Linked DNA regions of Mus musculus: regions 1, 2, 3, 5, 6 and 7 are each linked to region 4. Evidence: chromatin contacts called from public Hi-C, HiChIP or PLAC-seq and promoter capture Hi-C data. All regions are on one chromosome and are shown on one strand. The core of a region is the stretch at or near the end of the contact, and the rest is flanking DNA. Distances in the headings are between cores, read along the strand shown. Region 1 has its middle 260 kb from the start of Tent5a. Region 2 has its middle 100 kb from the start of Ibtk. Region 3 has its middle 180 kb from the start of Gm36366. Region 4 holds the start of Tent5a (terminal nucleotidyltransferase 5A). Region 5 has its middle 45 kb from the start of Gm36366. Region 6 has its middle 160 kb from the start of Gm36366. Region 7 has its middle 230 kb from the start of Gm36366.

Region 1 (2,700 bases), core at 197-2,696, 260 kb before region 4:
GAGGAGCTAGAGAACTTACCCAAGGAGCTAAAGGTAACTGCAACCCTATAGGTGGAACAACAATATGAACTAACCAGTACCTGGGAGCTCTTGTCTTTAGCTGCATATGTATCAAAAGATGGCCTAGTCGGCCATCACTGGAAAGAGAGGCCCATTGGACTTGCAAACTTTATATGCCCCAGTACAGGGGAACACCAGGGCCAAAAAGGGGGAGTGGGTGGGTAGGGGATTGGGGGGGGTGGGTATGGGGGACCTTTGGGATAGCATTGAAAATGTAAACGAGGAAAATACCTAATTAAAAAAAAAGGAAAAAAAAAAAAAAGAAAAGCACCTGGAAGCACAGCTGTTACTGCTGACTTTCAGTTTATGCTGCCATCAACAAATGTTCTCCTCTGCTTAGGTTATCTATATTCTCTGTTGTGTTTATGTATAAATTCTCCATGTGTTTCTATAAGATTTTCTTACTATATACAAGCAATTAAAGGTTTTATAAGAGGAAAGATCCACTTTGTAAATTGACTCCCTGTCTTTATGAAGCTTCTCCCTCCACATGCTTCAACCGTGGGATGAGATTCATCTTGCTCCAGAAATAATTTGATCATATCCTTTTGTAACTGAAGAGTCAACAGGAGGGTCATTCAGTATATTACATGACTTCAAACTGTAGGTTGTTTTGTAGGTCTCGCCTAACTGCTCATTATCTCCTTAGCTCCATCTTCTTGCCATCCTCCTTGTTGATTTCCATCCCTTGCTTATCATTAGGTCCATTTTGTCCCAAGGGTACCAGCCTCTGAACTCTGTCCTCCCATCTCAATGCCAGTATAGATTCTTATCTGTCAAGCTTTCCTCTCTCTCACTCTTTTCCTTCAATGAAAATGCCTTAACCCAACACTATCTTATTGTCAAATGCTCTAAAATAAAACAAAACAAAACAAAACTCATTATAGTTTAAGTTATTACTTGATGTCCCCTATACTCTATCAGCATAATTTTTCACTTAATTTAGCTCTAATTCTAACCTTTCTTTAGATCATTATGTACTATTGCTTTTAAGCAGAACCTTCTCTGGTGCCAAGAATTAATTCTGATGTGTACCGCCCCAGTACCATGTCTCCAAGGGCCAAAGAGACTTAGCACATCCTCATATGATCTACTCTGGAGACTTAAGAGGCTCATCCAGGCATTAATTAGCTGAGGGAATTCAGCTAACTCTTTTCTGGTTCTTCTGGGAAAGACTGCCTAATAATCATGAATTTCATTTGTGCATCAAAGGCTCTATTAAAACACATTATACAATTAATAAACAATATATTTTCATGTGAATAGGAACACAATGACCCAGAAGACAAGAACAGAATGAATATTTTAAAGAAGGTCACTTAGTCCATGCCAAAACAATATGACTTAAATCCAACAGTGACGTGAGTCAGAGGCGGCATGACAGACTGAAAACAGTTTCCTGGCCAGGCTAAGTTTGTATCACACTCTCAGCAGACACTTCTAATATTATGCACTCAGAAATAGTGCATTTTCCAAACGTTTCCCCAGACACACATGCTTGACATCAAACACACTTTTTGACAACTTTCCCTGAGAAGACTATTGCTCTTATAATAGACATCTAACATCTTATTTCTACAGCTTTGTGTTTTCTGTGCCACAGAATTTGCAAAAAAGAAACAAAAACAAAAGAAAAAAATCTTTAATTAAAGATACAACCAAGAATAGAACATTAAACAGTAAAGCAATATAATGATGATAGTGTTATACCATAAAGATCAGTCACTGAGCTGAACAAGGAAATTGAGAAAGAAAAATTCACATGGATCTGAAAGTTTCATTTCTCTAACAATAAGGATTGAAATAAATAATTTTCAGACCTAAAGTTTTAGGTTAAAATGGTTATAGGATAATACAAATAGGAAAGGACTCTGTATTTTAAGCAATTTTTCTTCTCTGTCATGGCAAAGGCAAAAAGACTATGTCCTCTTTATGTACAAAAATTATATAAGGTTCTCTCCCCTATTTTTTGCTTGAATATTTCATGTGGCCAGATTACCATTCATAACTATCAGTAGTATAATTCAAATGCAAAAGTTTTTAAATAACAATATCACAAAATAACCTTCAGGGACAAATATAAGTACAGTATTACTTTGTAAGTTTCAATAAACATTTGCTAAAGGCCTTGAATGAAAATAATTGGCCAAAAGTAGCATCAAAATGAAATACTTTGTGCACAGACATCTGTTGGATTGTTCCTGAGGGACCATGGACTTACACATGTGTGTTTGTAAGCAAATATTCTCATAGTCCACTTAAACTTCATCATCATTCATCAACCTGAAATTGTTCTCCACCATATTCACATACATGGCCATTTCTCTCCATAAGTGTTCACCAACTCATCCTTGAAAGTATTCCTAGATCAGTTTTATTCTAAGGAAACAATTTCTCATAAATACTTGTAAATGAAAGATACTTTAAATAATGCTTTAAATTATACAAATATATGCAACCTGTTAAAGGATAAAATGAAATGCACACAAGAAATCTCTGTAAAGTAAAACTACAAAGATTAAGAAATTGAATCTGTGTATCTACAGTTCAAATCAGTTTTCTGGGATCATTTTAAAATGCAAGATTGCCAGTTTATATGACAAACCGCATTCTACTATGTGCGGACTGTGTTGCTAGGAG
Region 2 (2,700 bases), core at 126-2,625, 320 kb after region 4:
CAAGGAGTGGCACTACTTAAGAGGGCTTTAGAGGTGTGGCCTTGTTTGAGGAAGTCTATCACTGGAAACGGGCTTTGGGGTTTTAAAAGCTGAAGCCAGGCCCAACTTCTCTCTCTTCCTGCTGTCTGCCTGGGTGCCATCATGCTTCCTGTCATGATAATAATAGACTATACCTCTGAACTATAAAGCAGCCCTGTAAATGGAATTACAAACTCTACCTAGCTTGAATAAAAGACACACAATCCAGGTATTTTTATTTACAAGCTGTAAGCCTCATTTGGGCAGGTTTTGGAAGCCATTCTAACTTACATTCCAACCACATGGTCCTTGTTGCTTACTGTTTCTCATGGCCTGTGGTCCCTTTCCTCTCATGGCAGCCTCCTCCTCTTCTGTGTCCTTTCTTCTTTTTGTTCTGTCTCTACATGCACTACCCAACCAGGTAACTGAAAACCCACCTACCTCTTTCTCTTGCCTAATCACAGGTGTTAGTCTTTTATTGACCAATTAACTTGAGGAGCAAGGTTCCCACAACAAAAGCTGGTATGCATAAGAATCTCCTCATAAGGGCAACCAGCTCTTGGAGGCCAGTATTTAGCATTCAAATACAGAGCAGCACCTGAGCAGCCCCCTATACAGCCCCAATTAAATTCATTTGTCATACGCATTGCCATAGTCACTGTACATCTTCACAGCAATAAAACACTGATTCAGGGAGCTGGAGAGATGATGGCTCAGCAGTTAAGAACACTGCTCTTTCAGAGGTCCTGAGTTCAATTCCCAGCAACCACAAACCATCTGTAATGGGATCTGGTGCCCTCTTCTGGTGTGTTTGAAGACAGCTATGGAGGAACTCAGAAAGCTAAGAAAAGATATTTTGTTCTTATTTCCATATCCCCCAGGAAGCATATTTTTCCCTGTAGAAGGCCTGAGTTCACAGTATTTCTTTCTCCCTCTTTCTTACTAATGGAGGCTTACATTTGTACAGGGAAAGTAAAATATCCAGGCTAAACTCCAAATGCAAGCACGCACACACAGTTCCCTGGCTTCCCTTGTAACTCTAACTCTAGATGTCCAAGTGTCATAGGTATAATCAGTAAGTGGCTGTTGACAGGTGGTTTGCTAGGAAACTGTTTAGGAGAAATGAGTTCTGTTGGCCTCCACTCCTTTCCTTTTACATTTCTTCTTCTCAACGTGTTTGGTAATATAGGAGGAATCTTATAAACCTGAGGGAGAGAGGTGGAGCTAACAGTAGCCAAGAAGAAAGGCTGAGTCTTGGGCTGTTTACTCTAGATTTGTTTGTGCTTGAGACAATGAAGCCCTGCGTGTCTCTGCTGGTGTTGTTCTGATCCTTTGAGCCAAGGGCAATCTCTAGCTGCTCTTTCATCTGTAGAGCTGAGGGATCTGAGACTGCAATGCAGCTGACCTAACCAGTCCCACTGCTGATAGGCAGAGAGTCAATCAAACCACACCTGTTTCCAAAGCAGCTTTGACTTTTTTTTATTGGTCTATGCTCTTAGATTCTGTTTCATCATAAATTTTGGAGTGTTTCCCTCTAACTAGATCCTATGATGGAAGTTGTATCTGTCTGTCTTTTGTCTTTCTCTCTCTCTCTCTCTCTCTCTCTCTCTCTCTCTCTCTCTCTCTCTCTCTCTCTCTCTCTCTCTCGTGTGTCTGTGTGCCTGAACATGTGACGGCCAGAGGTCAGTCAATGCTGGATCTCTCCCCCAAGCTCTCCTTACCTTATATTTTGTCACAGAATCTCTCACTGACCCTGTATCTCTCCGTTTCACCAAGACTCCCCACTGCCCAGGGATCTACCTGTCACCTCCCCTGTCCTGGGATTACAGGTATGCCTTGTCACACCAGCTTTTATGTGGATGCTAAGAATTTGAACACTGGTCCTCCTATTTGAGCAGCAAATACTTTACCCACAACCCATCTTCCCAGTATAGACATTCTTCAGGCTAAATGACTTCAGAGACTCTCATGACTCACACCCAATGTGAGGGCTCAAGTACTTTTTGTGTCCTCAGTGCCAGATAAAGATGACCATTCCAGACAAGCTTTGGCGAGCCTGTAACCTGTGCTGTAAGTGTGTTACTATCTTGGTGACTGAGGATGGAAACACTTTTCAAGCACAGGGAATCCTTTAGCAAAGTATAAGAAGGCCCTAGTGCACTTCAGCAAGAGCATGGGGTGTGTGGAGGGCTGTCTTTACTTTTGACAATGATTTGCTTATTATTTCCAAATATTCAAGAAGGCATACAGTGAAATATGAAGATCAAAATAAATACAGTGTCAAATAGTAAACTTCTAAAAACGATAAGCCTAAACTAAGAAATACTATCACAGTTTAGATACAAAAACTGATTTTGAGCTTTCTAGCCTCAGAAGCAAATGTGTTCCCCTGTGCTTGTAAAGGGAATAACAGTTTTCCAATCATTCAGCAGAAGCGGTTGACTGAAAGGGGTTATGGATAAGTTATTGACTCACGGGGTTATGGATAAGTTATTGCCAAAGGTCAAACCTGGAAATACAACTAGGAGCAGGCTGGCCCTGACTCTACTGTGGTACTGAATAGATATCAAAATTGACTTCTCTACCAGAAACCTGAGACAGAGGAGAAACAAGAATTCCAAGTCCTACAGAATGGAGATGTGGCTTGTGGCGGCAAACCATGCAATGGACACTTCCTACTTA
Region 3 (2,700 bases), core at 60-2,559, 360 kb before region 4:
CTATAGCTGGACAGAAGAAAGGTAGGTTCCTGGGCTTGGGGACTGAGGAGAGAGAAGGCAACATAGGGTAGATGGATCTTGAGTGCATGGTCATGAGGGTCACCAGTTTGAGTAGGAGTGGCTCAGGCAGAACATGGCAAATGATATCTCAGGGTTATTTGCAGAGAAGTAGACAAAATAGCACAGAGGGCCGATTTCTGCCCAGCTCTAGTGCCTTAAGGCTTATTATAGATATAAATGTTTTGTGTCTTTTATTTGGGAACTAAATGGTTAAAAGCTAGGCATGCTTATCATGAACCCAGTGTGTTTGTGTGTGTGCATGTGTGTCAAGTGTGTCTGTGTGTGTGTGTGTGTGTGTGTGTGTGTGTGTGTGTGTGTGTGTGTGTAACAGGGGTATTTATGGAGCAGAAAAAGTGACATGTCCCTTAATCCCTTAATCTGCTGGGTCTATAGATTCCATATGCTGCTAAGGGACCATAAATAAAAGCAGGTAGAAGCCATTAGATTAAACATACAACCCATGGGGCTGAGTGACAGTGACAAGACACCTGGTCTGGGACCAAGTGTTCTATCTGGCTTCTGTTTTACAAGAACTAAGAAAAAAGTTTTGGTATCATGTCATGCCTCAGAGTTCAATGGTCATAAATTCCTATGGCAGGTTTTTGTCTGTTTTGTTTTCAGTTGAAAAATGAAACTTTGTAATCCAAACATACTAGTAAAGAACCGTAACAAATTCATAAAAGGTTTTTATAAAACAATACAAGAAAAATTTTATAAAAGTGCATTCAACTTTTGATGGAGCAATGAATTGGGCATTGACTTTGTTTCTAGTATCACCTGCTAGTCTCTAGGTGTTAAAATCAGCAGGTTTCCAAAACAGGCTAAGGCCTAGGTCCTCAGAGCTAGCTGACACCACAGATTTGTATCTGACTCCCGCAGGTATGGCCAAGCTAGCGGGAAAGGACCAGCCTGGACCCAGCATCTGAAAACATTGCTGCGTCCATGTAACAGTCAAATGCAGCCGCTCCAAGCTGGAGAGAGCTGCCGGGATGCTCGACACTTCTGGAAAAGGGTTTTGGCAGCACAGCAAATGCCTGTGTTTGCTATTGCACGTGGCGTGCTTTGAAAACCTACATGGAAAACCCTTGGTAGGCATTAGGTCCTACACATCTGTGTGACTTCCGGGTGCATTTTTGAGGATAGCGGCCATTTTGTGGCATTTTAAAACGCAGGGCTTTCTTGTGAATGTGGTAAAATGAAATTCCTAACAAGGTCACTAATGGAATGTATTTGTATGACTCACTTACCCCTTTATAGCACATGCATAGCCAGACACAGGGGTGTTATCTACTCTGTTGCTAAAATTACCTTTAGGAGACTTCCAGCTTAGGAACTTCAAAGAAAGTCTAGAAGAAACATGTTTTGTCAGGTTACTTTAAAAACAGGTAATTTGGCCTTTAAATCAAAGAAAGAAAAGTCCTCAAAGACTGAAAAAATCTACACGTCGACAACTTCTGGCAGTAACAGAAAAACTAGGAAAAATCAAATTAAATCAAGATTGTAAAGATGCACACCCCCCCTTTGTGACATAAAAACATAAGGACATGCCATGTCTTATGTATTTCATGTTTCCATGCTAACAATAGCAAGAAAGCAGAACAAAATTCAATAATCTAATCCAAACCTGTGTTCAGTTTGTACAAAAGAGCCCCTTAGACTTTGCAACAGGTTCTTGCAGTGAAGAGAGTTTCCCCTTTACAGTCAGTGAGTGGCACAGAAAACCTGGGCCAAACGTATAAACTTTCTACAGGCTACTTCAACATTTTATAAGGTCTTAAAGAATTTATAATTTTAACTTTATAAGGAGCAAAAGGCAGCCTGCTGGTGCTTTTAACCCTTTTAGTGGCCTGTCTTTCCTTCTGCATTTGGATGTCTTCTTTGGGACTGGACACCCAATCAGTCATCACCAAGATAGGCCTCCTTGCTGTCTCTCCCACTGAGAGGATTGCTTAACTCATTGAACAGGTCTAGTGAAATGGGCCGTTTGCTTTACAAAGCCCAAGACCACATTGTTTTCGTATTTGTCTAAAAACATTTTGTTGTGGTCTGGTTTCATGAAGGCTCACAGAAACTAAAACGAAGTTGATGGTGATGCTCAAGGTTAGCTTGGACTTAGAATGGCTGTGGATTCTCTGAGAATCCTGTCTGCAGAGACACTAGTAATTCCAGGTGCCAAGGACTCAACAGTTGTACTGTAAAACACTTACCTTTCTATGTAGGTCTAAGATTTCTATCAACAACACTTGGTGCAAAGCAATCTTAAACCCCTAAATGGACAGTGACAATCAATGAGAAAAGCAATCTTTCAGCCTCTATTCCTAAGTCCGTCACAGTGAGGAATTGTCACAGAGTCCTTGGGGAAGAATTGTTCCAAAAACAACTCAACACAAGAAAATGAGGATAAAGGTAGAAAAGGCTACAGAAGGGTGGACAGTAAAAGGGCTGGGCTGACCCCAAACCATTCTTCCAAGGGTCATTATTCACTTTTGCTATTTGTGTTTCTAGCATCCAGGGCCTATGGTAGTTTCCTGTATCCAGAAAAGAACAGTGGTAGCCGCAGCCCTGGGAAGAGAATATAAACAGCTACCCAATGTTTGCTTAAAACTGGGTTGGAACATTTGATATTTAAAGAGTTGGCAT
Region 4 (2,700 bases), core at 200-2,699:
ACTAAATTGCCTTCAGACAACTTTAATTAATTATACAAAACGCCACCTAAACCGAAGGGGAGGGGCACACTATTACACCCTCGACTCTGTGAATTAACAGGGAAAAGCATCAAATATCTTAAACGCCGAAGTCAGTGGAGTATGGATCGATTCACATTTTCCAATATAATAAAAACCATTGACTCAGTTCTGCTTCAGGCTGCTATTTTTCCCAAAGTCTAGATTACAAGATGACTCAAAAAAATTATTTACATCATTCCATCCTTCCACCAATCACGTTATACTCTGGACAAGAGTCCAGCAAGGAAAGTCAAGAGTTAAACCATAGAGAGAAGGAAGAGAAGGAAACGCAGAGGAGGAAGCACAGAGTTGTGGCGCTGGATCTCCCAGGAAACTAAAACACTCCACACCACTCACGCGCATTAGTGCGCTCGTGAAAAAAAAATAATAAAAAAATAAATAAACGAACTCACTATGGCCATACTGACGGCAGTCAAGGCAAGCTGGGCTTGCTTTCTCCCCACCCCTGCTCTGCCCAAGCCCATCAGGTGGCTTTACCTTGAGAGTGAGCGGTGTGATCTTCTCCTTGTTCACCCCTTCGGGCAAGAAGTCTAACAGGCAATCCAGAACGACGTCCTTCACAGTCTGAAACTCCTCTTCCCCACGCAGGTCAGCGCAGAAGATGAGGTCCAGGTCCTTGTAGCCTAGGCCACTGTCCTGGTGCAGGACGTGACTGGCGGCTGAGCCGTTGAGGCGCACGTCGCGGACACCTATGCCCTTCTCTTCCAGGCGCCTCCTCACCACCTTCACAATCAGGCTTGGCTGCAGCTCGAGCGTGGGGAAGTTGCCGCGCCCGTGGATCGGGATGGTCTCGCTCAGAATGCCGTCCAACCGCTGCACTTGCTCCCAGTTCAGCACATTGCAGTGCGCCGTGGGGCTTTCGCAATAGTCCGAGCAGCGGTCGCCGAAGCTGCTGCCGCCGCCGCCGAAGTCACCACCCAGGGGGATGTAAGGGCCGCCGGTCAGCTCGTCCTCTGCCATGGCAAAGTACCCTTCGCCCTCGGCCATGTAGTGCCCTCCGAAAGCCACTTGGCCTTGGTCAGTCCTAAGAGGAAAGAGTGGATTTAGGGGAGCGGCAGAGAGGTGTGCGGGTGAGGGGACAGGGGTCCCGCCGAGGGGCCTGGGCTTCCCCTCCCCGATCGTGACGCCCATAGTAGCCCTCCTCCCCCAACCCTCACCGACCCCAATGCCCAGCCGCGCGCCGCGCCCCGCAGAGCAGCCCCGCACCAAAAGTATCTCTGATGCATCTGGAAAGCACAAGCGAGAGTCCCGTCTGTGTCACCTGGAGGCGGCCGCCCCTTCTAGGAGCGCAGGCGAGCGAGGAACCGCGAGGCGGACACACTTCGCAGGAGCTGCGAGTGCGCTCCCGGCAGCGGCCCGCGACTTCTCCGCGCCGACCCCCGCCGCGCCCTGAGCGTTCCCGCCCCTTGCCCGCGCCCCGCCCGCGCCCCCGCTGCGGTGGTCTCGGAGGTGGCGGCTCTCGACGCCGCCGATGCCACCGCGCACACTCGCGTCTCTGGAGCTTTAGCAGTTGTGCGGGGGGAAATGTCTTCAGTACTTTTTTTATACCGGGCTTCTCCGCGCTTCCGGGGCCCCAGCGCGCAGCGCTCGCCACACCCTCTCATTTGCATAGAGCACCGCCCCCAGCGCTGGGTGGACAGTCGCCGGAGCTCAGAGCTGCTGGAGCTAGGCCAGGGTGCGCAGCCCCTGGCTATGAGCACAGACAGATGCCTGTGGCTCCTACGTGTAGATTTATCCATTTCTGCACGTCCACACACGCGCGCGCGCACACACACACCCCTAAAGAGGAGACACTTTGCCTCAAATGTGATAGATGGCCATCAAAACCGGATCAGGGTTAAAAATCACGCAACTATAGAAACTTCCCAAGCCTAGCCTTCTGGCCGGGTGGAGCGCGTCATTGCCGCGTAACTGGGTCTCCTGGAGGTTCCCTCAACAGTGTCCGTTTGTGGCTAGACCGCCGATTCCACTCTGGACCCTGGGCCAAGTGTGGTCTCCAGAGGCAACTGGTCACGCACGTCAGTCTCTGTGAGGGAGGGGGAGGGTTTGCTGAGAACTGAGTTTCGATTCTCGAAACCTCGAGAAGTGCTGGTGGGGGGGTGGGGGTGGGGTGGGGAGTCCGGTACCAGCCAGCCAGCCTGAGTGCGCGTCCAGCTGCTGCCCGCGAGCTGGGCAGGCGCGCGTCTCCTATCACACAGCTCCGCGGGCTCGCGGCCAACCCGCGGGGTCTCGGAGCGCAACCCCAGCAGTGCACGAAAAGCGGCCGCCAGGGTGGCGGTCCTTCGGCTCAGACTTGGGAGAAGCGCGTTCCTCGCAGCCTCTAAGGTTCTCAGTTCTTAAGCGGATAAAACGTCAATGATCAAAGTAGGCTCTGGCTTCTTACCGGCCATTAAGGGCAAATTTAAAAGACGAGAAGTTTCTCCCCCTCCAGCTTCAGTCGCCAGTGGAGTGCTTAAGGGTTGGAAAAGGTTATCTCTGCGCTCTGGCACCGCACTGTTTGCTAGAAAGCTCCCTGCTTTCGCTTGTCCACTTCCTCCGCCGCCCCGCTGCTGCCTCCGTTCAAAGTAATGCTTTGCAGTCCTTGATCCAGGTAGAGGCTGTGAGCCGAACGAGGCAGTC
Region 5 (2,700 bases), core at 45-2,544, 500 kb before region 4:
TGATCATTAGTTGTAATGATTTAACAAAAAGACAAAAATGTGTGGGTTTTTTCTTTTAAATTGTCATTTAAGTTGACATTTTCGCTCAGGGCCTGGGTAAACAGTACAAATTAAGCATCATGCTAGTTGCTCATCAATTCTCTATACTGATCTACTTCATACCGATGTCACATCTTTCTCGCTGACTTCCTCCTGTGGTATTTTGAGTACAGAAGATAACAAAGATCTCGGTCATTTGTGGTCAGCAGACAGCCCCGTTCCCAGCTCTTACAGCATCAGGGGATTGAGGCTGGTTATTAATTCAGGTGGCCTGGCTAGATTCCATCTTCAGTAATTACATTTCTATGTAAAATTGATGATGTAGCTTTGGTGAGAGAACTTATTCATCTTTGTCCTCATTTTTTAAAAAATAAAAAAACAGACACAAAATCAACAAATGCTGTATTATTCTCCAAGCTAAGAGTAACAAAGACTCCATTTTGCTACAATGTTGGTGTTCTTGAAGACTGAATATAACTAAACAGATAAAATCATTAAGTCACATCCCCAGTGAACTTTAAGTATCAAGTCCATTTTCCTGTCCTTCACCTCAGCATTCAGTCATTTAGGCAAAAGTTCTTTAGGAAATCAACTCTAGCTCTTTTTTTTATCTAGTTAAATTTTCTGCACAATCTCTATGCAATTTTCTTTTATTTATGGAGACTTTATACGTTCATATTCAACCTGATAACCTGGAGTAGACTCCTTTTAATATTACACGGTAACACACTCATCTAAGCATGTGTTACGTCACTATTGTACCACTTAAACTGTTAGTGTACTGAGAATGGAGCTCCTGCATTATCATTTGTCACCCAAATCTTAAATGATTGAGAAAAATATGTATATGAAACCAGCAATTTAGCACATGTAAGTAGAGAGTGGAAATACTCCACTCACAGAAAACTCTAGCCTCACATAATAAACAGGAAGTAGATAGCCGTCCAGCAAAATAGATGAAAGTGGAGTACTATGAGGTTTAGAGTGATGTCTCAATGCTCTGAGAAACTCAGAGTCTTATCAACCAGTGTGCAGGTGGAACACCATGTAAGTTGATGGCCACAATTTTCATCAGAACTATGGGAGTAGGCTTTAAATTTAGAAAGGATAAATCTTTCCAGGAAAATAAATAGAAAACAGTAAAAAGAAATCTGATGGCCAATGTGGAGAAAACAGAATGAGGCCATCAATACCCTGCTTTACAGTCCCTGGCCTCCTGTGTAGTAGGGACTTGTTAAGGGCTAACCCATATCAGATGTATGATCTCCCTGTGTTCATCATACAAAGGTCAATACTGTTTACTCCCCTATACATTACTCTACTTTGTGTTACTACAGGAAAACAATCAGAGCATGCTAATTTTCTAAGAAATCATTTAATAACTCTAGACCTTTTTCTGTGATACAAGATAATGACCTAGAGGAACCTAATTAAAACAGCTGTGAAGATAAACTGAGATATTAGCTGAGATATTATTGTATTTACCATGATGCTAACAAATCTTTAAACATATTGTAATTAAAATAATTGTAAACTAGTAGCTTGTGATTACTTAACGAAATGAGTGTTCAAATAATGCCTTTGTTTTTCTCCCAAAGACTTTTTTTTTTGTTTGCTTCCCTACATTGGTAAATGAAGACACTATTGAGCTAGTCTTTCCACTGGGAAACTTAACCTTATTACTCCTCTCTCCAAAATTCATATTAAACATCAGCATGGTCAAACAAAGTGACGCTTTGGGAGTAGACACAAGAAGCAGATATTATTTAATCATTCACTCAGCTATTGTAAACAAGTATGATCAAGCTACTGGTGCATGCCAAAGCTCACCAGCCTACCCAGTGCATCAGTATGTGTTGCTGATTTGCTGATTCCAGAGTCGTTGGTTTATTTAGGATTGCCATGGAAACAAGAGGATGATCCATTTTCCACCAAGTACACCTAGCAACTGTGTGGACATCTGTATATTTAGTTTATCCATGGTTACCCTGGGGATTGCTCAGAATGTGAATGTCCCTGCCTTTTTTTTCAAGCTCTCAGTTGTAAACTGGCATCTCATTGAGTTTGTTTCCCTGCCAACAACAGAAAAAAAAAATGCCTGAGAAGTTTGCAAACTTCTGCTTCCTGAATAAACTAGAAAGTAAATATCTGCATTTTCAATGATGAATGCCATAATAAAAATCTCTTTCACTGGCATATAATAGAAAATGGTTTGTTTGAAGTATTCTGCATATATATACATATATATACACACATATGTGTATATATATGATTATATATATATTATCATTACTCACGCTATTTTAAGCAAGCATGATCAAGCTACTGATGTGTGTTATGCTTGAGCTCATATATGTGTGTGTGTGTTGTATATTATACGTGTGTGTGTGTGTGTGTGTGTGTGTGTGTGTGTGTGTGTGCATAAAATATATTCTGAAATATAAACTTCTTATTCTCGGTCCAACGCTACTAGTATCTATGTTGTCAAAGGTATATGTATGGTGCTAGGTAACCAATTGGTGTGTTCTTCCCCTGGTAAGGCCACCTCTTTGGTTTTCAGCTTTCCTTGGTTGCTTATAATTCTTTGTATGGGGGGCCTAAGGAAATAGAGACTTGATTGAGAAAATATCTCCATAGCATTGCCTGTAGGCAAGTCTGTTA
Region 6 (2,700 bases), core at 105-2,604, 380 kb before region 4:
AATTCCCAGCACATGTTATACATGTTTCCCTTCTACACTGAATAAAACTGTAAAAAATAAATGGATACAGAGTTGGACCATCTGAAATACTCTGCAGCAGTAATCCATTCATTCTACATTTGCAATAATGCCCTATGCTCTAAGTAACAGGTGCAAAATATATTGTCCTAAAAAGTTACAATGTATGTCTAATTTGAAAATATGTCTTGAAATGGTTTATCCCATTCTCTATTTTTAATAAATTCATGTATTTTTATAATAAAAAGATGACCTAACCAAGCCCAGTCTTTCTTTCTAATAACCACACATACCCCAACACTCCACATCCCAACATCATGTCTGGCTTTTGGATAAACACCTAATTCCACATAGTCCAACCACATGTGCATGGGTATGGGATTGTTTTTGGGTGGCGAGGGAAACATATCAGAGGTCACATTCTAGATAAGTAGTGTGTCTATCTCCCCCAGCAAATACCTGCTACCACCAGCTCCTCATTAAGGACAGTGGCCTGGTGATAGATCCTCTGCTTAAGCCATGCTGGTATACTGGGATAGCGTCACACCTGCTGTGAATTCATGATTGTGGTAGCCATAGCACTCGCAGAAAACAAACCCAAAAGCACCCCTTCATTTTCATCATAAATTGGTAAGAATTTGAAGGGAGATTAACAAATTATAAGCTATCTTCATTGTTTCAGCAGGTTTAGAGAGGACAGTGTTGATATAATGAGTTAAATGCTAAGTGTGATCACATAGGGATATGATCTATGTGATCCCTAAACTAGTTCCTCAAGAAAGCTCCCGATGAACAGGAAAGCAGTAAGATGCAGAAGACAAACTTAATACAGAGAGTCAGAAAACCTAGGTTTCCGATACTGACACTTTGTGGAACCTGGACTGATTCATTTACTTCTCACTTGCTCAGGAGATGATGGAGTTAACTATTTATCTCCATCCACAGTTCCTTCTACTGCTAACATTTTAGAATGATATTATTTGTGTATTTTCTCATTTTTACAATACTAGGAAGACCAACAGTGACAATACCAATATCAACATATCTAATATCTTCTCTAAGTGGGAGTTATTACTCTTGAGTCTTGGGTTTTCCTTTTCCTTTTCCTTTTCCTTTTCCTTTTCCTTTTCCTTTCCCTTTTCCTTTTCCTTTTCCTTTTCCTTTTCTTTTTCTTTTTCTTTTTCTTCTTTTTCTTTCTCTTTTTCATTTCCTTATGTGGAGAAAAAGAAAAGTGGGTGTTTGGCTGAATTCTTCTGAACTCTAGGAGGTCATAAATGTTCTTCATCCAAAACTGCCAGTATGCTAATCCATACACATGACCCAATTATACTAGTTGAAAAGCAAAACAAGAAACAGTCACATTTCTACCCATATGTTTCTAATTACAGCACATTGGGTTTCTCCACATACTGACTGGTGCTCTTACATCATCTTGGTTTTGCATTGATTCCTTTAAAAAAAAATATGACCTGCTCTTCTTAATGTTCTTCCTATTCAACTGAATGATGTTCTGAGGTATTTAGGAATTTGGCTTGAAATATGTTTTTTCTAATGCTTTCGTAGTGTAACATATAGAAATAGATCACAGGATTTGAATATTTGCTTTATCAAAACAACTTTTACAGAACAACTGTACAAGATATGATTATAGGCACTGCACTTATAAATGACATTGGTAATATTTAGTGCACTTTCATGTGATGAAATTGAAAAAAATTATGTAAGGATTCATATATTTAAGCTTTAAAATCTTTAATAAACTATTTTAAATTACTTTGTAATAGAAACCTTAAGTAATTTATAAATAATTAGCCATACAGAGGTCTAAAAGTTATCATAAACTAGACATAGATGTAACAATTTTTGTGTTCTCTAAGAAGGTTGTTTCCCTACTAAGTTGATTCTAACAAAGCTGTGAATATAAAAATAAATGACATTCTATTCCTCAGAAAGTACTGACAAGAACTTAAAATTTTTATTGATAAAATAATACTTCCCAATAAGTAATGAAAGTTCAAATCATTTGCAACAGAGTTGGAGAAGGCCTTTAATGGAAATGTAGATGACCTGACTGGAAGTCAATTTTTGGTGGATAGACTTGGGTCCATCATGGCAAATGTATTGATGAGACCATTCCCTTTACAGTAGGACTATGTAAGGACTATGTAGCCTGAAGTAGCCTATGCTGCTCTTTGATATTGGAAAGAAATGGCTTGTTCTTCATAGATTTGTAGTTCAGTAAAAAATCATCTGCTTTATTTCAGGTCTGGCTTACATATTAAATTATATGTGTATATGACATGCATAAATATATATGTGCATATGTGCATTGCAGAGAATCCATCCCAGGGTCCTGAGCAGACAAAGCAAGTTTTCTACCTCCAAGAGTTATGTCTCAGTATCTAACTTGACATAAGACATTGATAACTTTAGATTACTTCTGCCTATAAAGTAGACAATACTAATGAGAAGTGTAAAAACTTTTAAGAACAAATGTAGATGAAAGAGAAATTGTGATTCTCTGTCTTCTAGAGAATTGGGGAAATACTGCCAGAATGACATCTAGAGGAAAGGATTAGGTTAATATTTTAAACTCTGATGGATTGGCTGAGACTTAAGAATTTGTGAAAATATTTGCTTTCCATAATTTTTGGAATAAATATTTTTATTATGTTTTGTCAT
Region 7 (2,700 bases), core at 173-2,672, 320 kb before region 4:
TGCTAAGTTTCAGGGGCATCCTAATACAATCCATTGCTCTGCAGTCAAGCAAAAATCTATGAAATAATTATCCAAAGACAGGTTGAGGTGCAGCCAGAAGTATTTACTTTTAACTAAGACAAAATGGCCACTTCGGAAATTCTATTTTGTTGTAATCTGCCACGTTCGTTTCCTGTTCTTTATATTAGATTAGAACTATTCAAGGATTGAATAAATCCATCAATTCCAAACAGATCTGAGAATATGCATGCACACATGTACACACACACACACATATACACACCTTTAGTTCTCTCTGAGCTACATACATTCCAAGTCCCAACCATAGTCTCAGTTTCCAAAGTCAAATACTAAGTCTGAAGTGATAGTAAGTACACATATGTACTCACTACGAAAACTAAAATAAATAAATAAATAAATAAATATTTCCTGGAGTCTGAAGATGTAAGTGGATTTTGAGAGTATCAGCTTCAGATGGGTTCCAAGTGCCTCAGAGAAGCTCAGGAAGACCCCTCCAAAGATAGAAAACCATATGCGTGGTGCTCTACTTGTATCACGACCTCATTTCCCAGGCTCTTCAGTGACATTTGACCATCCCAAGTTGGTTTTCACAAGAGAGACTTTGCACTTAGTCATTGTCAGTCTAGCAGAGTCATTCTCTAGTCCTTCAAATTCTGAAATTCTTGAGAACCTTTGCTAACCTTTGCTATTTTCTCAAGAAAGCTTTTCTCGTTCAGTGAAACCAAGTCAAGTACCCTATTCCAATCTCTTTCCATACTCTAATATACTTGGTAATAATATAATTGTGGTTGTTTATTTCTCGTGATGATCTTGTATTGCCATCTCCTATATTAAAGAGTAAGACTGTTGGAGCTAGTACATAGCTTAAATTTTATAACTGTATCTCCAGTTTATTGCCATGCCCAGGAGATACCTGAAAAGCATGTGTTCATTAATAAATACATATATGCATCAACATGTTAATAGATGCACTCAATGGTAGCAATAGGAAAACAGGAAAAAAATGTAGCAGGGAGAGTTTTTCCAAATGATAATGATTATCCTGGTCAAAGCTGAGATCCCTTTAGGAGAGAGAGAGAGAGAGAGATAGAGAGAGAGAGAGAGAGAGAGAGAGAGAGGGAGAGAGAGAGAGAGAGAGAGAGAGAGAGAGAGAGAGAGAGAGAGAGAGAGAGAGAGAGAATGAATACAGAGGGGCAGAAACATGCCAGGTGAGCAGAAGGCTCTGCTGATGGCCAGAAGTGAAACAGAATGTGTGAGTCTGAATAAGAGACAGCCAGCTTGAATTTAGCAGAACAATCAACCTATGATGAAAGTAAAGGACAGTTAGATAAAGAGTGACTCATGATCAGTTTGATTTGACGTAAGCAGAAACTCAGACATCCTGCAGGGTTCAGAAAAGGAGATGATCAAAGCAGCCCTTGCAGGAATGACTCATTCACATTGTGTAGGACTGAATGAATAGATACACAAAGATATGTGAAACTAGTTAAGTAGCTGTGGCTATCTAGTTTCACTGCAATTAGGAATAAAATCCATGCTCAATTTTATCTGGGTTTGTCTGACCTGCTGCTACTATGTTTGATGCACCTACGTAGAAATACGATAACTGTAAGACAGATGAAGGAAAGGGTTTTTCATCAATGAAATTTAGACTGATTTTCAAAGAAGGAAGAAAATCAATGCAGCAGTAATTCTGTGGAAAAATCCTTCGTGCGTCAGAATGCAATGGAGAATTGCAAAGAGGGACATTTCTGAAAGCTGAAACAAACAGAAAACATCCTGCCTGTGGAGCTGCAATGTACCATTAAGGAAACCCATGCTGGATTCAATGAAGATGACAGCAAATAAAAAATGATATAAGAATATGAGAACCTCAGCTAATGGCCATGATCTTGAAACTTTGAGTTTTCATTTTTAATTAATTAATGTTTTGACAACTTTATACAAGTGTATAATGCATTTTGATCACTCTCACACTGGCATTGTAATACCTCATTCCAACCTCAGTGTCTTAGGTTTCTGTTAGTGTGCTAAATATCATGACCAAATGAAACTTGGGAAGGAAAGGGTTTTATTTAATCATACATCTTACAGTTCATCACAAAGGGAAATCAGTGCAGGAACTCAGAGGCAGGACCTGATGAAGAAGACATGGAGGAGTGTGTGTTCCTGGGTTCAACTCCACCACTTCACTTGCACCATTAGCTTTCTTATACACCTCAGGACCACTTGCACAAAGGTAACACCACCCATAATAGTCTGAGCCCTTACTCATCAAAAAAGAAAATGCCCAAAAGGCTTGCCTACAGGGCAATGAATATTCTTTTTTTTTTCATTGAGGTTCCCTCTTTTCAGATGATTCTAGCTTTGCCAAGCTAACAACAAACAAACAAACAAACAAAAAGAAGCAACACATCCTGACAGCTTCCTACTCTTCTCCTTACAAGTGCCATTCCCTTGTCCATGTCTTTTTGTTATGTTTTGTGGTCCAAATCAGAGCTACCTTGACTCTGTGTCTATGGATTTGGAGATAACCAATCATGAATTCACCAGTAACTTTACAACTGAAGACCATGACTTGTCCTTATCTGGGTTATTGTTAATATTCAGTAATTTAGCAGGCATTGGTAGGGACCCATCATCTCTTCTTCCCTCTATTATTATTATTAACAGTCTCAA

What was found. Promoter capture Hi-C pulls out the DNA fragments that hold promoters and counts their contacts. A called contact is a pair of places that touch in the nucleus more often than the background predicts. HiChIP or PLAC-seq counts read pairs in DNA pulled down with a chosen protein or histone mark.
Region 1: an H3K27ac HiChIP or PLAC-seq map of heart atrium shows a contact between it and region 4, with 6 read pairs. The contact joins the enhancer-like site here to the promoter of Tent5a in region 4. A contact is called at or near these places in 8 of 39 promoter capture datasets (the 3T3-L1 cell line, embryonic stem cells, hematopoietic stem and progenitor cells and 4 more), 2 of 484 Hi-C or Micro-C datasets (both in uterus), 5 of 115 datasets of contacts at active chromatin or transcription factors (bone marrow-derived macrophages, cardiomyocytes, embryonic hindbrain and 2 more) and 1 of 9 other capture datasets (embryonic stem cells).
Region 2: an H3K27ac HiChIP or PLAC-seq map of heart atrium shows a contact between it and region 4, with 5 times the contacts expected there. The contact joins the enhancer-like site here to the promoter of Tent5a in region 4. A contact is called at or near these places in 3 of 39 promoter capture datasets (the 3T3-L1 cell line, cranial neural crest and stem cell-derived epiblast-like cells), 1 of 484 Hi-C or Micro-C datasets (embryonic stem cells) and 5 of 115 datasets of contacts at active chromatin or transcription factors (bone marrow-derived macrophages, embryonic stem cells, heart atrium and 1 more).
Region 3: an H3K27ac HiChIP or PLAC-seq map of heart atrium shows a contact between it and region 4, with 4 times the contacts expected there. The contact joins the enhancer-like site here to the promoter of Tent5a in region 4. A contact is called at or near these places in 7 of 39 promoter capture datasets (the 3T3-L1 cell line, the C10 cell line, embryonic stem cells and 3 more), 2 of 484 Hi-C or Micro-C datasets (CD8 T cells and cardiomyocytes), 10 of 115 datasets of contacts at active chromatin or transcription factors (acute myeloid leukemia, bone marrow-derived macrophages, cardiomyocytes and 7 more) and 1 of 9 other capture datasets (embryonic stem cells).
Region 5: an H3K4me3 HiChIP or PLAC-seq map of neural progenitor cells shows a contact between it and region 4, with 8 times the contacts expected there. The contact joins the enhancer-like site here to the promoter of Tent5a in region 4. A contact is called at or near these places in 15 of 39 promoter capture datasets (the 3T3-L1 cell line, 3T3-L1-derived adipocytes, the C10 cell line and 10 more), 3 of 484 Hi-C or Micro-C datasets (cortical neurons, myeloid progenitors and neural progenitor cells), 10 of 115 datasets of contacts at active chromatin or transcription factors (bone marrow-derived macrophages, cardiomyocytes, embryonic limb bud and 5 more) and 1 of 9 other capture datasets (embryonic stem cells).
Region 6: a contact with region 4 is called in a promoter capture Hi-C map of second pharyngeal arch cranial neural crest, with 2.1 times the contacts expected there. The contact joins the enhancer-like site here to the promoter of Tent5a in region 4. A contact is called at or near these places in 15 of 39 promoter capture datasets (the 3T3-L1 cell line, 3T3-L1-derived adipocytes, the C10 cell line and 10 more), 1 of 484 Hi-C or Micro-C datasets (uterus), 9 of 115 datasets of contacts at active chromatin or transcription factors (acute myeloid leukemia, bone marrow-derived macrophages, embryonic limb bud and 4 more) and 3 of 9 other capture datasets (adipose tissue, embryonic stem cells and liver).
Region 7: a Hi-C map of group 2 innate lymphoid cells shows a contact between it and region 4, with 2.3 times the contacts expected there. The contact joins the enhancer-like site here to the promoter of Tent5a in region 4. A contact is called at or near these places in 6 of 39 promoter capture datasets (the 3T3-L1 cell line, 3T3-L1-derived adipocytes, hematopoietic stem and progenitor cells and 1 more), 10 of 484 Hi-C or Micro-C datasets (the C2C12 cell line, Th1 cells, Th2 cells and 4 more), 9 of 115 datasets of contacts at active chromatin or transcription factors (CD8 T cells, bone marrow-derived macrophages, embryonic limb bud and 5 more) and 2 of 9 other capture datasets (adipose tissue and embryonic stem cells).

What each region holds. Positions count from the first base shown.
Region 1 is chr9:85,066,040-85,068,739 of GRCm38.p6, forward strand. No RefSeq gene overlaps it. Among named protein-coding and RNA genes, the nearest start is that of Tent5a, 260 kb to the right of the region's middle. Within about 2 kb of position 1,447, at least 1 of the 459 cell types and tissues checked has an H3K27ac peak or open chromatin away from gene starts, as enhancers often do. A contact at or near this core is called in heart atrium, where this site is marked.
Region 2 is chr9:85,648,381-85,651,080 of GRCm38.p6, forward strand. No RefSeq gene overlaps it. Among named protein-coding and RNA genes, the nearest start is that of Ibtk, 100 kb to the right of the region's middle. Within about 2 kb of position 1,376, at least 5 of the 459 cell types and tissues checked have an H3K27ac peak or open chromatin away from gene starts, as enhancers often do. A contact at or near this core is called in heart atrium, where this site is marked.
Region 3 is chr9:84,965,657-84,968,356 of GRCm38.p6, forward strand. No RefSeq gene overlaps it. Among named protein-coding and RNA genes, the nearest start is that of Gm36366, 180 kb to the left of the region's middle. Within about 2 kb of position 1,310, at least 7 of the 459 cell types and tissues checked have an H3K27ac peak or open chromatin away from gene starts, as enhancers often do. A contact at or near this core is called in heart atrium, where this site is marked.
Region 4 is chr9:85,325,701-85,328,400 of GRCm38.p6, forward strand. Tent5a (terminal nucleotidyltransferase 5A) reads right to left here and starts at 1,450. Exons shown (of 3, transcript NM_001160379.1): 1 at 1,343-1,450; 2 at 559-1,105. The coding sequence starts at 1,068.
Region 5 is chr9:84,828,912-84,831,611 of GRCm38.p6, forward strand. No RefSeq gene overlaps it. Among named protein-coding and RNA genes, the nearest start is that of Gm36366, 45 kb to the left of the region's middle. Within about 2 kb of position 1,295, at least 7 of the 459 cell types and tissues checked have an H3K27ac peak or open chromatin away from gene starts, as enhancers often do. A contact at or near this core is called in neural progenitor cells and neural stem cells, where this site is marked.
Region 6 is chr9:84,941,902-84,944,601 of GRCm38.p6, forward strand. No RefSeq gene overlaps it. Among named protein-coding and RNA genes, the nearest start is that of Gm36366, 160 kb to the left of the region's middle. Within about 2 kb of position 1,355, at least 1 of the 459 cell types and tissues checked has an H3K27ac peak or open chromatin away from gene starts, as enhancers often do. A contact at or near this core is called in second pharyngeal arch cranial neural crest, where this site is marked.
Region 7 is chr9:85,010,154-85,012,853 of GRCm38.p6, forward strand. No RefSeq gene overlaps it. Among named protein-coding and RNA genes, the nearest start is that of Gm36366, 230 kb to the left of the region's middle. Within about 2 kb of position 1,423, at least 12 of the 459 cell types and tissues checked have an H3K27ac peak or open chromatin away from gene starts, as enhancers often do. A contact at or near this core is called in Th2 cells and group 2 innate lymphoid cells, where this site is marked.